Regions from separate parts of the Zea mays genome. Here region 1 is linked to region 2. Evidence: chromatin contacts called from public Hi-C data. All regions are on one chromosome and are shown on one strand. The core of a region is the stretch at or near the end of the contact, and the rest is flanking DNA. Distances in the headings are between cores, read along the strand shown.

Region 1 (2,729 bases), core at 189-2,688, 400 kb after region 2:
GCTCGATCGTCCGCCCTTATTTAGCTAGCGGATGCAGATGCCAGATGGGTATGTTTGGTTAAGGTGGTTTCTCGTCTCATTTTGTGAGTTAACGACTCATTAATAGATACTTGATTGGTTTGTATGGTCTATCTATAGGATAATGACTTACTGATAAAGAGGAGAGGAATAAACCTACCAGCTTTACTGTGGTAGAGACTAGCACCGTGCAGTGAAAAAAAATATAAGGCAAACATCGAAATTACGCTTAACTCCATTCCACTGTACATTATTACAGTTAAGCTATCTGTGTCCGTGTAGATGTTGGTCGGGATGCACGCGTGTTCATGGCCCTGTTTGTTTCGGCTTCTGGCAGCTTCTGGCCACCAAAAGCTGCTGCGGACTGCCAAACATTCAGCTTTTCAGCCAGCTTCTATAAAATTCATTGGGGAAAAACCATCCAAAATCAACATAAACACATAATCGGTTGAGTCGTTGTAATAGTAGGAATCCGTCATTTTCTAGATCCTAAGCCCTATGAACAATTTTATCTTCCTCCAGAAATAATCATAATGATACTCAGATTCTCGCCACAACCAGATTCTCCTCACAGCCAGATTTTCAGAAAAGCTGGTCAGAAAAAAGCTGAACCAAACAGGCCCCATGTCAAGCGAGCCTGACCGCTTTAGGGCTACTTTGGGAACCTGAGATACACCTTATGATTAAATGGTATTGGGATAGAAATAATGTAATTTTCTTTCTAATCTCTTTCAATTTTGAAGTGGATTTAAGTTTCCAAACTAGCCTTAAGTGATCCTCATGGTGGCGGTAGCCAAACATCTTGTTCGCACCTACCTCGAACCTTTTTTTTTTGGTTTCACGGAGAAGAAACTAACAATGGCTGGTGAAATTATAGGTATACACACTATGATGGCTAGCTAAGAGTGCGATGGATCAAAGCAGCACAGCGTCAGCGTCACCGGCCTACTAGATTGGACTGCAAGCATCATCGACCGTCGACCGACGGCGCGTGCGCCTCTCTCGTTCTTCGTAGTCCGAGAATTTCGCGTACGTGTAGTAGGGACGGACTTCGCGTTTGCCCACCCACCACCAACCCATCCAACTTCTGGGTTGGGGCGACGACGTCCGTGGAAGCAAGATGTGGCGCCGCAGTGGGAGTGCAAACGAGCGCGCAAGCCACCGGTGGTGGGTCTTTGGGTTTTCTGGAACGCGCGGACTGCGGCCACGGTACGGTGCGCGCGGACCCAAAGGACATTCAACTCGTCCTCGACCGCGGGAGGCGCTCGCGCGGGCCCTCTTCTGCGTGCCGTGCACCCGTCCCACCGCGAGGCTACCAGGCCAGGAGCGGCGGGCCCCGCTCGCGCGCGACGATTTTTGACTCGGTTCACGGTGGGAGGGGTACAGGGTCGCGCCCACTGCCAGCTGTGGAAGCTTCTATTCGGACCGGAGCGGCTGAAAGGGCGAGCATACGTACTAACGTACGTATACCGAAGAAACACACAAGACTGACCCGCGCGAAGAAATAGTCGCAGCTCACGCTGCCAGACGAAAGCAACCGCCTCGCTGGTCTATCGCCGCAAAGCCATTCCATCCTTTAAATCGCCCGAGGCGACGGGGCGAGCGACTCATCTCCCTCCCCAGACAAGCGGCGACACGCCAGGGCGGAGAGCACACACCGAAGCGGGCCGCGGCGGCGGCGCAGGCGCAGGCGCTTACATGGGAGTAGAGGCGGGCGGGTGCGGGCGGAGGGCGGTCGTGACCGGGTTCTACGTCTGGGGCTGGGAGTTCCTCACCGCCCTCCTGCTCTTCTCGGCCGCCGCCGCCGCCGCAGACTCTTACTAGCTAGCTAGCCACCTCTTCTTCCTCCTCCTTGTAGGTAGTAGTAGGCTACACAACAACCACATATATACATACTAGGTACTAGCAGGCGAGCGAGATTCGTGCAATAATCAAGGCAGCCAGTTATTAATAGTTAATCGTCGGCGCCGAGCGAGAGATGGTGGAGGAAGGCGCCACCGCGGCGGCGTCGAGGAGCGGGCCGGCGCCGTTCCTGAGCAAGACGCACCAGATGGTGGAGGAGCGGGGCACGGACGAGGTGATCTCGTGGGCGGAGCAAGGCCGCTCCTTCGTGGTGTGGAAGCCCGTGGAGCTGGCGCGCGACCTCCTCCCGCTCCACTTCAAGCACTGCAACTTCTCCTCCTTTGTCCGCCAGCTCAACACCTACGTGAGTACTACTACGTACACTCCTCCATCTATACATCATCTGTTCTCTGTTCAGTTGATGACTAGACTAGATAGCTGCCTCATAAAACAAAGGTCTGCTTTGGTTCGATCTGTGTGTGTGTCTTTTGTTTATGTCCAACGAAACTGATGGGAGAAGAAAGCCTTTCGACCGGCGTCGTCGTCAGAGAGTTGCCGAACGTGCGTGTGTGGTCGGCGAGTCTAGAAACCTTCCACAACCTTCCGAGAGCGAGCGAGGAGACGTACACGTAACGTAAGGCCGCCGGTCGAAACGTAGAAACTGAGCAAGGCGGCGGCCAGGGCTTCTTCCTTTCCTTTCCTTGTGTCGTTTGTGCAACGACCTGGCTATCGGTTTCCGTTTCCCGGTGTGTGTAGTGTACCCCTACGCACGTAGCACAACACCTGTACTACGCCACCTGTCACCTGTGTGACCTTTGCTTCGAGATGTACAACATGGTACAGCAGACAGTCAATCAGAGTACGCGTTT
Region 2 (2,810 bases), core at 38-2,537:
CATGATTTACTCGCGTGCAACTGGTTCATGGTCCATGATTTACGGGCCGGGTCTGGGCCAGCACGGCCCGATGCAAGCCCGGTCTAATTTAGGGCCGTGCTGGGCCTACATTTTAGGACGTGAGCACGATTTAGCCCGGCCCGAGTGCAATTCGTGCTAGCCCGGCCCGAATTATTTAAGCCCGAAGCACGATGGGCTCGTGCCGGGTCAGCACGGCCCGGCCCAACTTACAGGATGGCACAGAGCCTCCAGCTGCATAGTCAGCAAAGGATCGCTACTATGCAATATGCATGCATGAGAGCAGAGCGCACGCAACGCAACGCCACACAGCGTTGCAGCAAAGCTAGCGCGAGCTCTGTCTGGCTACAGAGCGCCGGCCGGGGCGACAGTACGTAGTCGCCAATAATTGTACCGGCAGCACGTGTGACGTGTTTTGGCGACACCGGAAAGGCTGCGAGTGAGTGGTTTGTAATTGTAACTATGCCTTTGGGCGCTGTGCTTTGCTCGGCTCGGCCAGCCGCCAGGCGCCAGTCGGCCACGATCGGGGGCAGCAGCAGCCTGAGAGCCAACGCCCGGCAGCGGCAGCGGCAGCTGTGGCTGGCTTTCGAGAGTGTCAGGACCAGGGCGCCTGCAGGAGTAGGCTGGGCCGACCGGCCGTGTTGCTCTCGCCTGTCGCATGATAGTTTCAGATCTCGCGACCAGAGACCGTACCAGCGTGTTGCCTGCCTCGCGACGGGGCGAGCTGCCGGTGCCGGGCTTCTAGAGCGCGCGGACGACCGGGCTGTGAGTTCGCCAGTTTCAAACGGTGTCGAATGGCCGGAACACGGACCGCGCGTTTTGACTTGGATTGGAACACAGTGGTCGAGTGCTGCTGTTAATGTGCTATACGCTACCAGCCTTCTTGGTGTCAGGGCTGCTGGCGTCGTCTCGTGAAAAAAGCGAGCCACGACACCCGGCCCAAAAGCCGACTCATCGGGCCCGTCCGCGTCCGGCGTACACCGGTACACGCCATGCACCGGGCGGCAGCGGCCACGACCGACGAAGCATCGCCACATCAGGCGGCCCCCCCGTCCCCACCGTACATCTCAGCCCGGCCGCGGTGGCACGCGCCGGGCCCCGCCGCGCCGGTCCGGAAAAGCGCGAACCAGAGCTGCTGGCTTTTTTTCAGGCCGTGCGAGGACCGCGTGCGCCCTCACCTTCATGTACTCGCCGCGGCCTGCGCGATGAGGAGAAGCACAGCCACAGGGATTTGCGTCGCCCCCGCGCGCCTGCGTGCGGGGACGCAATTATGGCCCCATCCCCACGAGCCACGACGGACGGGACGAGCGGCGGGCGGGCCGGACGGACGCCGTGTCGGCGTACTGTGGGCGCGCGTCCTCGGTCCTCGGCGATCGACGGAGGCGCGCGCCCATGCATCGAACGAACCCCATGCATGGAGATGGCGGCACAGGACCTCACCAGTAACCCCACCGACCTTTGTCTGTGTCCGTCCGTCTGTCCCTTCCGTTCACAGTTCACCCTTTTCTCTCGAAGACGACGGGGCGACCCATCATCGGTCGTGCCCTGCACGGCCGCTCCCCCGTCCCGATCCCGATACAGAGCACCGAACGTTTCCTTCTGCTGTCGAGACGGTACGGCATTTGTCCATGGGCCCTGCACGATCGATCGGTCGGTCGGCACTAGAGATGGCCAAACGGGCCGCCCGGCCCGGCTCGGCCCGGGCCCGGTGAAGCCCGGCCAAAAACCGGGCCGGGCCTGCTGAGACAGCGGGCTTAATTTTCTGTCCAAGCTCGGCCCGCAGTGGGTCTAAATGGGCCGGCCCGGCCCGTTTAGCACGAAAAAACGGGCCAAAAAGCGGACTAAACGGGCCGGTAAGCACGTTTTAGTGTAAAAAAACGGGCTTGACGGGCTTAGAGGTAAACGGGCCGTGCCTAGTTTCCTGTCCAAACCCGCCCGCTTATTCTACCGTGCCGGGCTCGGACCGGGCCCAAAAAGCAGGCTTCGTGCCGGGCTCACGGGCCTCGTGCTTTTTTGCCATCTATAGTCGGCACTTACTTTCCAGCTGAGCGTGTTCGAGACCTGTGCATATATATATATACTAGTCGGTTGGCCGTGCGTTGCGACGACTTACAACAATACCCATGTTAACTATCTATAAAAAAAATCAAAATTTTTATTGATTATCTTCGCTCTCCATATAATATTTTTTTATTTGGCTAACTGATGTTATTATTTACTTCATCCAATATATTTTTGTACAACACGACCAATGAAGTGAGCGATTAGAAAAGAGTTCACAACGACTGACTGAACGAACAGAGATTATAAAATGACATAATTTCACCATACAGAGACCAAATAAGAGAAAGTTTGTGAGCTCAAGTTTCTAAAATAAGTCACATGAACTCAAACTTATAAAAAAGATAGATCAAAATATAAAGTGGTTGCTAAAGTCAGGCACCAATAAAAACTGGATGCGCTCCATATAAATTATGCTACTTCGTAGCAATTACTAACGTTTAAAAACAACAAATAACCTTTCATTTTACTGTTAGTGTGACAAATTATTGTTGCTCCATCCAATTCAGCAACCTCAAACACCATGGAGTCTATTGCACCAATGTGGTCTCATAAATTAAACAACCTAATGTTTGCAAGAGCCAAGAACGTCGTGCCGTGTTTGGGCTGTAGCTTCAGCCCATAGTGCTGGTCTGGCCCGACACGGTTATATAGTTTTTACAAAAAACGTATATATATATATATATATATAATTTATATTCAATATTAAAAACATATGAGCATTATGTTCT

The links. Hi-C and Micro-C count contacts between places; a contact is called where the count stands out from the background.
Region 1: a Hi-C map of leaf shows a contact between it and region 2, with 3 times the contacts expected there. The contact joins the promoter of LOC103647483 here to the promoter of LOC100384175 in region 2. A contact is called at or near these places in 3 of 25 Hi-C or Micro-C datasets (ear and leaf).

What each region holds. Positions count from the first base shown.
Region 1 is chr2:191,310,644-191,313,372 of Zm-B73-REFERENCE-NAM-5.0, forward strand. LOC103647483 (heat stress transcription factor B-1) reads left to right here and starts at 1,439. Exons shown (of 2, transcript XM_008672013.4): 1 at 1,439-2,224. The coding sequence starts at 1,997.
Region 2 is chr2:190,912,343-190,915,152 of Zm-B73-REFERENCE-NAM-5.0, forward strand. LOC100384175 reads left to right here and starts at 1,288. Exons shown (of 1, transcript NM_001176752.2): 1 at 1,288-2,091. The coding sequence starts at 1,289. The coding sequence ends at 1,762.